Linked DNA regions of Lactuca sativa: region 1 is linked to region 2. The links are chromatin contacts, called in public Hi-C maps. All regions are on one chromosome and are shown on one strand. Each heading gives the region's core, a stretch centred on a gene start, on an enhancer-like site or on the middle of the called end of the contact. The rest is flanking DNA. Distances are from core to core; before and after follow the strand shown.

The links. Hi-C and Micro-C count contacts between places; a contact is called where the count stands out from the background.
Region 1: a contact with region 2 is called in a Hi-C map of leaf, with 6 times the contacts expected there. The contact joins the promoter of LOC111888631 here to the promoter of LOC111910037 in region 2. A contact is called at or near these places in 2 of 4 Hi-C or Micro-C datasets (both in leaf).

Annotation. Positions count from the first base shown.
Region 1 is chr5:175,501,191-175,508,962 of Lsat_Salinas_v11, forward strand. It overlaps LOC111888631 (pyruvate kinase isozyme A, chloroplastic), which reads right to left and starts at 5,403. Exons shown (of 6, transcript XM_023884759.3): 1 at 4,652-5,403; 2 at 4,488-4,578; 3 at 4,204-4,397; 4 at 3,902-4,023; 5 at 3,330-3,808; 6 at 1,780-2,359. The coding sequence starts at 5,218. The coding sequence ends at 2,058.
Region 2 is chr5:175,202,508-175,210,362 of Lsat_Salinas_v11, forward strand. It overlaps LOC111910037 (3-ketoacyl-CoA synthase 11), which reads left to right and starts at 6,218. Exons shown (of 2, transcript XM_023905831.3): 1 at 6,218-7,192. The coding sequence starts at 6,458.

The DNA of each region.
Region 1 (7,772 bases), core at 4,153-6,652, 300 kb after region 2:
ATTCAATAAGTTATAGTCCCCTAAGTTAGGTTATCAAAGTTGAAAGTTTTCAGTTTTTCAGCTCTTTTGTATTCTGTGAAAATGTTAAAACATATATATCTAATTCGTTTGAAGTCGGATTGACGTGCGGTTTCTTCCAATTTAAAACTATAATTTTTTTCATTTATTGGTTTAATATTCAATAACTTACAGTCCCCTAAATTTGGGATATCAAAGCTGAAAATTTTCAAATTTTCAGCTATTTGTTTTTGTACTTTGTATTTTATGGAAATTTTAAAACATGCATATCGAATTTTTTTAAAGTAAGATTGGCGTGTGGTTTTCTCCAAAGTGTAGTTTAGAGTTTGAAATGATTTTAGACTATAATTTTGTCAATTTTGGTTTCACATTCAATGACTTATAGCCCCCCAAAATTAAGATATCAATATAGAATTTTTCAAAGTTCAACCCATTAAGTAATTACAAAAAATTCTGGTTTTTCCTAGTTTTTCGGTTCTAAACCCACTTTACCCGGTTCCATCCTACCCACTCTGATGTTTCTGGGTTTTCCGGCTCTAGACCCACTTTACCCCGTACCGTACCCAGAACCGGTTCCTATATACTGGCCCAGATTTCGATCCTACAAAATCCCGTTAACCAGTTTCGGGTCCGTCGAGTCTGGGTTTGGACCCACGTCGAGTCTGGGTTTGGACCCACTTAGATCCCTAATTGACACGATATAGAAGAGGGAACGACATCAGAAAGGAAACCTCAAGTAGTTGGAGACAGAAAAAAAAAAGTTGCATATCCGGAAGTAAACCCAAACACCAAATACATGTGGACCCAAACCAGTGCAACACGTGGCAAAACCCCAAGAGTTATAAGCTATGAGTCATTGTCATCTGGAATCGAGAGAATAAAACTGTAAAACTCCAATCCAAGTACGAAAAATGTCAAACCCCCTAAATTCATGTGGCCAAACGCTAAAGTGTGTAAGCCTATAAGCGTCATATGTTTTATTATAATAGAGTAATATAATAGAGTGGTATAGAGTAGATGATGGGTACATATTGTAGTATTGTACTAATTATAAAGCCGAAAAGGTTAACCCAAAGAAGATAGTATCTAAACCAATTGGCTCAATTTGGGCTCATAGCATGTATAACTTTATTCTTTACAGAACATTTAGCCCATTCTATTTATCTTAAAAAAATCTTGATCTAAAATAACTTCGATCTAAAGAAACAAGTTAATATTTAGTATTGACATGGTTTTATTCGAACAGTTCCTTGAATTGTACAAAGACCAAGAGTCCAAGACCTCACTTTTAATCTAAATGCGTAACAGTAACCATAAATCAAGAATAAATAAATTATTTTAGAACATGAAACATTTTATTCAAGCTAAAGAAATACATTACCTGCAATAAGAAATTGATCAAGTAAATTACCCGTTTGGCCGTTTATGCAGTTTGTCTTTTTTACTTATTTATTTATTTAGTTATTTACTTGTTACTATATGCATATATGCATTACTTATTTACCTTCTACACAAAAAAAACAAAAAAACAAAAAAACAAAAATCTTCAAAATACAAAGTACTACATGGGACACAAGTGGACTATTTATTTATTTAGTTATTTACTTGTTACTATATGCATTACTTATTTACCTACTACACAAAAAAATATTTCTTCAAAACACAAAGTACTACATGGGACATAAGTGGACTATTTAGAGCTGTGACATTCACTTCTTTTGCACATACAACATATCAATTATCAAAATTAAAGCCTCTATATGAGATAAAAATTACAATTTTTTTATCACATTAACATCAATGTCAATTTAATCCAATGCATATCAAACACAGTACAACAACCATTTACTACATTAGAAAGACATCCCCTCAATCTAACAAACAACCTTCTCATCAAACCGAAAACAAATCCAACAAATTACAAAGTCCATAAGTTCAACATAACAAAGTGCAAATACAAACTTCTAACAAATCACAATCTTTAAGACTTTTTGGCATCAAGATAGATCACAAAAACCCTAGTCAACACAAGTTTTTCCTTATGGCACATTCATAACTTGAATCGATTGCAACATGTCTGAAACCGCAATAACAAGATCACCCGATTTGATCATGCCTCGAGCTTTGAGTAGAGAAAAAGTTTTGTTGAGATTGCTTTCCATGTCATCCGAGAAACCAAGGCGAAATGGTATTAAACCCCATTGTAGATTTAAACGTCTTCTGACCGAAGTATCGGTTGTGAACGCAAAAATCGGGCAGTCCGGGCGGGACCGGGACAGGAGAGATGCCATGTGCCCGTCTTTTGTGTACACAAATAGCGCGTCCACTTCGAGATTATTAGCTGTAAAATCATCAAATAATACAAATTACTCGATTTGTATGATTAGTAATAACATGGATACATATTTAAGAAAATAACAACATATTTGGGGAAATGGAAGAAAAACATTAAATCGGAATTAGTGTCTTAATACATTAAGCCATGTTTTTTGGCTTAACCCATTAAGTCATTATGTTCAGATAAATTCAAAAGGAAACACCATGTATAGTCATGCAGATTAAGTGCTTAATCCATTAAGTCAAAGAAACAAACTCCTAATCTTGTAAGTTATACTTGAGTTTTCTTTTACTTCATACAAAAAGAACAACTTAATACAGAAAATCATTTTTTTCATTAACTCCCAACTTTTTTACAAATTTCCCCTTGTTTACTTTTTCCTTCAATTTCCCCAAGTATCCCATCATTTTCTCAAATATCTTTTAATCATCATTTATCCAAACAACACTTAATTAACCAAAAACAAAGAAACATCATAGCAATTATCATACTAAAAAGGACAATATACATAAAAACCACTATATTTTCTCCCCTTTATAGAGAAATCTCCGATAAAATCCTAAAATTTTGGGAATTTTATCCCAACTTTTAATTTTTGAACAGAAAAGTCTCGATTATTTTATGTTTTGCCCAAATTCACAAAACAATCCTTATTTTTTTTTCAACAGAAAACGACAGATTATCATATAAAATTAGATAATCATGACTTTTTCAAAAAATAAATGTTGGGATTAAACCATAAACTGACCCAAAATATTGAGACTTTATCGAAAATTTCCCCCTTTATATGTTAAAACTAACATGACTTCTCATCTACACACATGACATCATCATATAGCACTCTATGAAATAACATCATCATTAACACATGTAGAGAAACAAGAAGCCATTTCAAAAACTCATATACTATTTTTATGAAGTAGATATAAATTTAATTATAATAAAACTTGTTTCAAGATCAAAGAATTCTCACCCATTTTTGCAGCCGAATTACAAATCTCTTCCGAAATACTATCCGAAAAAGAAGAAGCAATATCAGGCAACTCCATAACTTCATGTCGTTTCTCTTCCCTCCACCATTTTTCAATCCTCAAACTCACACTTCTCAAAACAGTCAAAGCCTTATCAGGAAACTGACCCATTGCTGACTCACCAGACAACATGAGTGCATCAGCACGTTGTCTCACAGCTTCTGACACGTCAGCAACTTCAGCTCTTGTAGGTGTTGGATACTCAATCATGGATTCAAGTAGCTGTGAAGCTACAATTACTGGTTTGTTTAATTTTCTGCATGTTTCAACTATTTTTTGTTGGGCTAATGGGACTTGTTCTAATGGGATTTGAGCACCAAGGTCACCACGTGCTACCATGGCTCCATCTGAAGCTTGAATGATTTCTTTTAGGTTTTTTAGTGAGTCGATGCTTTCGATCTTTGCAAGTACTGCTATGTCCCTGTAAAGAATTTGTCAAATGGGTTAAAAGTGTAAATTGTGGGACCCAATTAAGAACATAAAGAAAAAAAAAATTGAATGATTTCTTTCTTACCCATCACGTGATCGAGCTTTGATGTAACTCTTAAGATGATTAATCACTTCTGCTGATTTGACAAATGATACTGCGATAAAATCAACACCTTCTGCAATCCCAAAATCTATATCCAACCAATCCTAAACCCACAATTACAAAACATTCAAACAATAACTTGTTAGTTACAATTTGCACAAAAGTGTTCAATTTTTGTCAAATACGATGTCTTTGTAGCATTTGAAGAAATAGGAAGATCAGTATCAAAACAAATGTCAAGGGTAAAAGTAACATTATATAATTCCAAGAAATAAAGCACAAACCTTTGAGGAAATTGTTGGAAGCATGGCATTACGTTCACGAACTAAGCTTCCATCACGCCAAAATGTCAAGTTTGCCCTTGGTAACAGAAGTCCTGGATCAGTACACAAACACTTGACATCTGGACCGATTTTTTCAATCACCTCAAACCTCACCATTCCTCCATCAACAAGAAGTTCATCTCCCACTTTCACATCTGTCATCATGTGGAAAATCAATTGCAATTAAAAAGATATTAACTTGTCTTACAGACATTAAGATTGGAATATATGATCTTTCATAATACCTTCTGCAAATCCATCATAGTTCACAGTGATTGATCGTTCAGGGCGAAGGGAATCGTATGCTCGGACACTGAATGTCCATACTTCTCCATCCTGCGTAATTCATTACCAAATTGATTGTTGTTTGAAGTGATTTTTATTATGAGAGAAAAGAGTAATTGAATACCTCAGCTTTTGCCGATGAAGCACCACCGAGATCCCCCATATGAATCTCACTTCCTTCAGTATCCATCATGATAGCAACAGCGTACCCTTTCTCCTCATTCAACCTCCTCACTCGTTCGATCACAGTCTTGTGCCACTCACGCGTCCCATGGCACATATTAATCCTCGCCACGTTCATCCCTCCGACGGCCAACGCCTCCAGCTGCTCAAACCCGCAGGTGGCGGGTCCGATCGTGCACACAAGTTTCGTTCTTCGAGTACTCCTGAATCCATTCTCCTTCAACTCCGCCTCCGTCACTGAATCCACTTCAATCGAACTCGAATCAGGTGGTGCAATAGTGATTGGTTTAGTCCCATTATCACTAACGAAATCCGCCGTCACAGCGGATAAACCCCCTTGTCCGTTGTCGGCGGAGGCGGATACCAAAACGACCGGTTTGCGGGGGGATTTGGTGAATGACAAGTAGCGATTGGGGGTTTGGAGCATGGGTTTTGAGTAGGAATTGGTGGAGATTGTAAAGTCCGGTGAACGGGAAGATGATACGAAGAAATTCAAAGATTGTGCCATTGTAGCTGAGCAAATTTCCAAATTGGGAAGTCCGTTAATGGTGTGAATTTTGGAAAGTAGATAGCAGAGTAGATATAGGATGAAGAGACAAGGAGGTTTGGCGGAGACAACGAGGTGGAGTTGGGAGCTTGGGTATTGTCGTTCGAGAAGGAAGGCGTTGTTGAGTAAATGGGTGAGATGTTGGTTGTATACTCGTATACATATAACCAATCAATTTTTATTTTTTATTTACAAAACTGCAAATTTCCTGCTGCAAAAATGGTCTAAAAAGTTTCAGCTTCTTACAAAATTAAGGTTTTTCTGAGTTTTTAATTCATAAACACTGAAAAGGCGATTATACATTTTTAATTTTTTTTATTTTTTATAATTATTTTAATACTATTTTAATTTAAAAATAAAAAGAAAAGAAATACAAAACCCCACCCACATAATTGCTGGTATGTTCACATAATTCATCTCTAGATCATTTGTAAAATCACTTAGAACTTGGATGAATCAAATTTCTTTTGAGAATAAATGTATTTAACTGAGTACACTACAACAACTTTTGCAATCAACAAGAGAGTGATGTAGAAGGGGAAACAAACTATGACTGAGATCGTCGTTTTTGAGAAATTGTGGCAAGATTACTTTATGGAGGGGTTCAACTAATCATCTTCTCTGAGCGTCTGAAGATCTGGGTTTTCAATTTTTTTCTCGATTTGTTGTGATTGTGTTCAGTCTAAACCATATTTCATTTGGGGGTTCCATAATTTCACTGCAATAAGATGGTTTGCATAGAAATTGAGGTTTGGATTGACTGAAGTGTATCGAGATTTTGAAGGATACATCATTGAAAAGAGGGTTTAATAGTGATTCCACTATCGCTCCATGTGTTTCATCCTTCTGTTTGCAATCCCACCACTGCTACATGTCGGAGCTTCCACCACCGATACATGTCTAGAGCTATTGTCGGAGTTGGAGAACTCGTCAGTGGGTCTTGAATCCAGAGATGAAACCCTAGTAATAGTCGGAGAAGCACAACTCAGTGGCATGAAGAACGGAGAAGGGAAATTCGCCGATGGGTCTTTAATCGTCGGAGTTGGAGAAATCATATATAAGGTTTAGCAAAACTGGGTTTTTTTCACTATGTGTGTGTATGTTTAATTTTCTTTGTGTGTGTGTAGAGTTTTGTGAGTGTGTGTTTTTGAGGAGATGATTTTTGAAGGTACAGAGAGAATGCAAAGTTCTCTTATGAAAACACACACACACAGGGGGGAGGGAGAAAGAGACGTAAGAGAGATAGAGTTTTACCCATTTTCTTATTATTATTATTATTGAAATGTTAATAAAACGTAAAAAAAAATGTAAAAAATGTAAAAGTAAATAAATAAGGGTATAACCGTCTTTTCAAGTTTTTTTGGACTAAAAACCCAGAAAAACCTTGATTTTGGACCTTCTGTGCAAACTGGAAACTTTTTGGACCCCATTCAAAGATTTTTGCAAACCATAAGGACCAAATTTGCACTTTTGTCTTTTTTTTATTTGTTGAAGAGATATGTGATACACTGTATCTACTTACATACATATTAAAGAATTATTCATTACATCTTCTGTTGTTTACTAAAGAAATCATTTTCAAACTTTTTTTAACAAGAGCTTTAGCAGTTCAAATGATTTTTAGTTTAGCCATTAATGATAAGAGTATTATGCCTACTTTCCGGTTTTGGGCTTATCACTTAAGTTTTGATTTACTTTCCGGTTTTGGGCTTATCACTTAAGTTTTGATTTTGTAACCTTATTAATCGTTATTTGAGAACATCCAAATGATTCAGATTTAATCATTAAGAGGCTCTAAATTAATATGTTTTAAATAAAAATATATGTTTTGTTAGGCATTTGAATAGTTGTGTTAAATGATAAAATGACTAAATAATTTTCAACTAAATAAATTGTTCCTGTTTGATAAAATATTTAAACAAACGTGTTCAATCATTAAAAAATACAAAATGTCATATAAAATTCAAGTTAAACATAAATCATGAATCCTTTCAAATACAACCTCTGATTTTTATTGCTATAATTTGTTAAAACTTTTAAGTTACAATGTTTTAATAAGAAAAGAAAAACTAAAAGTACAACATGAGCCTAAAATTATCCAAACACTAAGGCCATTTGTGATGGTCTTCACGACCACCACCATTTTCCACCTCCACGTCACCACCACAACTCTTCCCCTTGCAACCGGGATAGTGTGCACGAGAGGAGATCGTGGTCAAATCGAGAAAGAAGACAAGAAGAAGGAAAAATACTGAGGAAGAGTTTGTGGTCAAATGTGGTGGTGACCACGATCCTCCACGACAACGAGCAACCACGGAGGATGGGGATAGTGTTCATGGCTGTTGTTCGTTGTCACATCGACCACAATGAGCCTCGTGCTCAGTATACTGGAAGGTATAATACACTTAACTAGTCATCTTCATTGTGTCGGTTAGGTGATACATTAAGGCTGAAGAAGTTGGTTGGTTGGTTATGTTAGGTTTGAAGGTTGTAAGAAAAAGTCACTAGGAGAGAG
Region 2 (7,855 bases), core at 4,968-7,467:
CTTTCTCCATAAATCATCCAATCAAGTTGCTTTGGTGAAGGCAACCCAAAAGGACCATGCACAATTGGTTCAAGTACATACCAAAATAGTTATGGACTTAGACACTAATCCAACATAAACTTTCAATTTGACTACTTTAGGCCTAGGAAACCCTATTTGGGCTCTAATTGGACTAACATTCATCAAATTAAGGTATTTTGGGTCATATGAGCCTAGAATGATCCATCTTATTTACAATGGGCTATGTTGGGCCATAAGTAGTTTCATAAGCCCTAATGGGCCGTAAACTACATCATTGTGCTTCTTTAGGCCGTGAACCCTCATAAAGGCCCAATAGGCCGAAAAATATTTGTTTGGGCATCATAAACTCGAACAAAGACAAGAAAGGGCCCAAATCTTCTCTTTTCCTTTCCTCTTTCCCCTCTCTCGGCCCAACAACACAATGAAGACACTCCTTCTGAATTTGACACAAAGGGGGAGATTGTTAGGTCTATAATGTGTTGTGTGAAATGTGTGCTTGTATAGCTTTGTTTATTCCAAAATGGTTCTGTCCATATTCAGATCCGCTATCTAGTCTAGTCTATATATAGTGCATGCATGTAACATATTATGGTTATGTCTTTGAACCCTAACACCTTTTTGTAAGCTCTTACAAAGAAGTACCGTCTTGTGAACTCTTCTAGAGTCATTTTAATACAATCATTAGGCACACTTTTGATCATTGTTTCTTGTCTTTAATTCACGTCATTAATATAGAATCTATCGATCTTCATTATTCTCACAATAAATTGATGTAATGCTTGTAAAAACTAGTGTGCGCTTATGTTTTTGTATCAACTATGACATCCCAAAACTTTTATATTAATGAAAAAACGTTTCTTAGAAAAAGCTTTGATATTGATGTCATTTTACATTAATGACGTTTTCGGACAAATTTCGCACTAATAAAAGAATACATTGTTTTAAATAAACATAAAGAAAAAAATTTAATTGGCCTTAAAATTAAGGATGTCACACCGAATCCATTTTAAAGTCTATCATATGAGCGGAAATGTTGTATACTACAAATGAGACATTTTAATTTACACCATATTCTTTTGAAAACCCCAAACTTTTGAAGTTCAACATAATATATCTAATTTATTAATTTAAATATGTTATTAAATGTGAAATATAATAATATTAATGGTAGATTTATTGAATTGTCAATATAATATACTTAAAATATGAATTTTCATATCATGTTAAATCCAAAATATCATTTCAATATCGTGTTAAACTTAAAATATAGATCAAAATATCATATAAACTTAAAAAATATATTCAAAGACTATTTTTTTAAATAGCTTAAATTTTTAAATGTTTAAATTAAAAAAAAAAAAAACCTAAATCAACATGTTAAACTAATTGAAAAAATATTCAAACTATTTTTTATAAGAAAAAACATCATAAATGGTCCATGTGGTTTCCCAAAATCTAAAATATAATACCTGTGGTTTAGAAACGTCATAGATGGCCCCTGTGCTTTCAAAACTTTTGACGATTGGTCCTTATTTCTAACTACGTTAAGTTTTGTCCGTTAACTAGAAGGGCATTTTCGTCATTTCATACCATAGCGACCATTTATGATGTTTTTTCGTATTTTTTTTTTTAAAAAGAAAAAAATTAAACACACACACACTCTCTCTCTCTCTCAACAAAAAAAACCCACTTCCCCACCCCTTCTTCTTCTTCTTCTTCCTTACCTGCACCACCATTCTCTAACATTCTCTTTGTTTTAGTATCTTCACCTCAATCCCCATTAATGAATAACTCCATCTGACATAAGCGTACACTTGAAATGTTTCAACAAATTATTCACAAGGAAGGGATTCATTACCACATTGTAGAATCCAACGGTAACAACTCAACAGACGCCTCTGATCGGTTGATTTATATCCCTTCTATCATGGAATCCAATAGGGTGAATGTCGTATTCACCCACTTTTCTTTCCTCTAAGTTCTAATCGAACCTCTTTCACCCTTGACCTCGTTGGTTTCCTAACCCTAATTTGAGGAGTAATGCTGACTATGACTGTTAATTTCCCTCATATTTGGGTGATGACTTTCAATCGAAGGGGTGGGGCTATTGTTTTGAAGCAACCTGGTCCATGTAAGTTACCCAAATATAAACATGGTGCTGACTATCCTTAACGCGATTTTCCATGGATTTGTATTTTTTCCGATTTCCATGATGATTTTGAACCGCCAGAAGACAATCGTAACACCACCCTTCTTTCTCCATTGTAAGATCCTCATCAAACCATAAAACATAATCTCTATTCATTTTTTTTAACCCAAACCAAAAAAATCAATAAAAATGTCACCTGTGTAAGAGAGAGGGGAGAGTGCAACCTCCTTTTTACCCTTGTTTCTAATTTTCTGACCGATGATTGAAGAAAAAAGGGGGAGACTTTTGTGCAATTTTGAGAAGAAAAGATAAAGAGGGATTTGATTTCTTTGTGTATGTGGTGTATGAGACTCACATATAGAGTGATAGAGAAGAATACTTGTTTTTTTTAGAGAGAATGGTGTGGAGTCAATCAATCATGGAGGAGTTTTGAGGCCATGAGGTTTTCCAGAGGCTGTTCATGTTTAACAACTTGTTCGATTTGGTGGGTATTTCAGATCTTCGTTTCTTCACTATGTACCTATTTATTTGACATGGATTACTGGAGGGAGAGAGAGAGAGAGAGAGAGAGAGAGAGAGAGAGAGAGAGAGAGAGAGAGAGATTATATATAAAATAATTATATTTATTTTTTTCTTTTTTTTTAAAAAATAACTGAAAAGATCATAAATGATCTCTATGGTGTGAAATGACGAAAATGCCCTTCAGTTAACGGATAAAACTTAACGGAGTTAGCAATAAAGACCAATCGTCAAAAGGTTTGAAAACATAGGGACCATCTATAACGTTTCTAAACCACGCGTACTATACTTCAGATTTTGGGAAACCACAAGGACCATTTATGATGTTTTTTCTTTTAATAATATTTATAATCTTTTTTAAATAAGACAATAATATTAGTTTAGTTAAGACTAACATAAATTTATAAATTGCATCACGTTACCAAACAAAAAAATTCAAAAAAAAAAAAAATTCTAACTTAATTAATTATAACGTTAAAAATAATATTAACAAATGTTATAATATGATTCAAAATACTTATAACTTTATATAATAATCTATATAAATAATTATTATTTTATTGTTAATTTCAATAATATAAGTATTTTCAAAAATGCATTTGTAAACTTTTAACTAATTTTACTCTGTACAACGTAAGTATTCATCTAGTTCTTTATATAATTAAATATCTTAACCAATAGACTTTAATGACAAAACTTTGAGGGGGTGTTTGGATAAATAGTTTTTAGTTTATTAGCTTATTACTTATTTATTTATCGCGGTGAAAATAAACATTTGTTTAAAATATGTTTGGATTAGCTTATTGTGGTGGAAATAAGTAATAAACAATAAACATTTTAAGTGTTTGGCAAACAAAACAGCTTATATGAGTAAAATGACCAATAAGCAATAAACAATAAACAATAAATATTCCCCCCTTATTTATTAAAATCAGTTTGTTTGACTTATTCCTACAGCAATAAGCTAATTTTTAAAGACTCCTATCAAAAAGACTTAAATTTGCTTATTAGGGTGGGATTAAACAATAAACAATAAACAAACTATTTTTTTTCCTATCCAAACACCCCCTTATATTAGTAATGTTTCTTTAAAATTAATCTCTGTTATTGAAACATAAAATATATGGATTTATATAGTTTATAACGAGCAATATTTTAATAAAATGTGTATAAGAAATTATGTTTTTTGATATCAAAATAATTAATGAAGATATTCTCTTTTCGTATGAATTAAAATCGTTTGAGACTTTAAAATCATAAATCATAAATTTAATATAACACTTGTTTCAATAAATGAGAGTTTCATGTATATTGAAATTATGAAATGGTTTTAATAGATTCTACATTAATATACTGTTTTTGTACGTTAATATAATGTTTATTGGTTATTTATTTTTTAATAAATTCTATTTTTTAATATTTGTATTTTTTATGAGAAATTCATATATATCTTTAAAAAACAATTAAATATTATATTTTCTCTATCTAAATTATATATACTGTATATGAGCTTCGACAATATTATAGTTATTAAATTCATTTTTTTAAACATTTTGCTTATAATCATTATTTATTATAAAAAATCATTTTAGTGATAAAAATAAATTGATCATAATACCCTTCCTTCAAACATATCACCAAGAAAAGGCTTGGACACACAATCAACACACATGTGGAAGGCCACTCCACCATTAGAGCGTCCACATCGGGTGCAATGATATGATCTTGCAAATCATGCCACCTCATCATCATCATTTAGAACTTTTGGAAAGAAAAATTAGTGGGCCATGGCATTTGATTAAAATAATAATAGAATTACATTTGCAAGTCTTGCAAACTGTGAAAAATAAAGATACATGTGGCATTTAATTCTTGTGATGTGGCATTGCAAACTAGTTTTGCAAGCTGCAATGTAGAAGCTCTTATCATTATTTGATCCAAAATACCTAACTCAACAACGATTTAAATCACTAGTAATTTCATCTCTTGCGATTTTTGTTCACAAAGTAATATTCAATTTGATAATCATTAGTGATTTCTATCATGTACGTGTTTAGACAATGAACTTTTTTGATTTATAACAATTGTATTATGCTATTTTGATAAAAAAAAATATTGATTTAAAATAATTATAGAAATTTAGAAAACATTAAAAAATAAGATTTTGAGAAAATATAAAACTTTGAAAGTTATTTACAAGTATATATATTATATTGACACCTTAAGTATGACATATATAATATTTTATTGTTTATTTATAAGAGAAAATGACTAATAACTATTTTTTAAAATCTTTTACCATAAAATAGCCACACAAAATTACGAAATTATCCACAATTTTTGCAAACAATCATTTGCAAAAAAAATATAGGTGTCCTGCGAAAATGTTAGTGTTTAGATTTTAACCGGTTAACACCTATGAAAATCTAGGTTGACTGCGAAAAAGTTTTTTGCCCTAGATTAGTGTATGTCACACTTTTGATTGGGACAACCTAAATTGATGATTGTTATGAAGTTTGTATATAAAAACGAAAATGTTTTTTTATGAATTTTTTTAAGACTTTTTTAGGACACTCTTGTTATTAGGAGAACCAAAATGGTATAATGATTGTTATAAAGTTTGTATGAAAGAGCTATGATGTGTTTTTTTTAAAGTTTCACCGAATATCATATTTTGGAAATAAAAAATATAACTTCTTGACATCCATTTTGGTTGGGACAACCTAAATTGATTGTTATGAAGTTTGTATATAAAAACAAAAATGTTTTTTTATGAATTTTTTTAAGACTTTTTTAGGACACTCTTGTTATTAGGAGAACCAAAATGGTATAATGATTGTTATAAAGTTTGTATGAAAGAGCTATGATTTGCTTTTTTTTTTAAAGTTTCACCGAATACCATATTTTGGAAATAAAAAAATATAACTTCTTGACATCCAAATTGAGAATGTAATATATCAACGAAAAGTCATTGTTAACATAATGAAAAAAAACCTCAAACAAAGTTTGTATACAAAATTTATGAATAATCAAAGTTAGGGTTTTTTTCATAATTTTCACCGGTTAATTTATTGTGAAGTAAATAAACATGACTTCCCCACATTCAATTTTTGATGTGTAATATGTCCATAAAAACCCTCGTTATAAAAAAAAATACAATGAAAAAAATCAGATCAAAGTTATTATAAAAATTTTATGAATGTTCAAACTTTGTAAATAAAGTACAGCCGAATGCAAAATTCTATATTTTCGGAGATTGACCACATGCGAAAATTATGGCTATTTTAATACTTTTTTAACTTTTTTTTTTTTTTTTTACTATTTTATGGTAAAATCTGAAAAAAAAAAAAAAAAAAACATTTTTTCGATCTATATTCTCCGAACTTTTATTCACTTTTTAATAAAAGTAATATATTTAGATTTTTTTTTAGAAAAATCAACAATACTACGTCTTACTTCTGATACATAAATTAAAAATTATCCGTTTAAATTGGAGTCGGTTTTATAGCTCTATAAGCCGTCCATTTTGCAACCTTGAATATTACATGTATCAAATCCCCTGCCCGCCTGCTCTCCGATTAATCGCTGGCGTAATGAATGCGATAGCGGGTAACCATTAAAAGTTCGTTTGGGGGTAGTTGCATCTTCATCCCCTTAAAACCCCCCTCAATTCATCACTTCTCCTCCAACCCACATTTCTTCTCCTTTCTGGGTGTTCTTCAATTTCCTCTAATTCATCTGGGTTTCTCTTCAATTTCCTGGTCAACAATGGCGGATTCACCTTCGGAGAGAGCATCTCTTCCAAACTTCCTCTTATCTGTCAAACTCAAATACGTCAAATTAGGTTACCATTACCTGATCACACATTTCATGTACCTGTTACTAATCCCAGTCCTTGCTGTCGTCTCTGTTCATCTATCAACACTCACATCACAAGATCTATTCCATCTATGGCAACAACTTCGATTCAATCTACTCTCTGTTATCATATGCTCAACTCTAATCGTCTTCCTAGCCACACTCTACTTTATGAGCCGCCCTAAGAAGGTTTACTTACTCGATTTCGCCTGCTACAAACCCGACGAATCTCACATCGTTTCTCGTGAAACATTCATGAATCATTCAGTTCTCACCGGAACATTCAGCGAAGAGAATTTAGCGTTTCAGAAGAAGATTCTCGAACGATCTGGATTAGGTCAGAAGACGTATTTCCCTGAAGCGGTGTTGCAGGTTCCGCCGAATCCGTGTATGTCGGAAGCTCGAAAGGAGGCGGAGATGGTGATGTTCGGCGCCATTGATGAGTTGTTGGCGAAAACTGGTGTGAAGGCGAAGGATATTGGTATACTTATTGTGAATTGTAGCTTGTTTTGTCCAACACCTTCGCTTAGTTCCATGGTTGTGAATCACTACAAGCTCAGAGGGAATGTTTTGAGCTATAATCTCGGTGGGATGGGTTGTAGTGCTGGATTGATCTCCATTGATCTTGCTAAACAGCTTTTACAGGTATTTTTCGTTTTCTTTTTCTTATTAATTTTATTCTTGTGGGATAACTTTTACAAAGTGATTATACTTTTTTTTTCTTTTTTTTTTTTGAATCTTTATTATTTTCAAAAAATGAAGACGATGATCGTACTATTTTGTATCTATGCAAGTAGTGCTAGCAACGTGAAACATATAAAACTAAAAAGTACACTATGATATGAATTATATTTTATTGGATCTCATAGCTGTAAATCCGGAGATACAAGTTAATTTAAAAGATTTTATGTTTCATGATTTTTTGGAAACTTCATAAATTCCAAAGGAATCGATTCTTTCATAGTTACATCGGTTTTAACGAATCCTTCTTTGAAGTTTTTAAAAATTGATTCGATTTTCATTTTAGTTAACCTCTAATGGGGTTTAATTTGATAAAATTTTCAAAAGAAAAATGTATGTAAGAATTACCGAATAATTTACAAGTTGTGGTTTTAAGAGCATCTTCATAGTTTTTATTTTTTTTTTAAGTTTTAATGGATATACGGTCTATGTGTAATCCTTCTTTATTTTATTTAGTAATGACTTTTTATTTTTATTGTAAGGACTATTTTATAAGAATTTTAATCATACGATAACTTATTGTGTAATCCTTTTCATTTCATAGAAAAGGACTATTTAATAGGAATT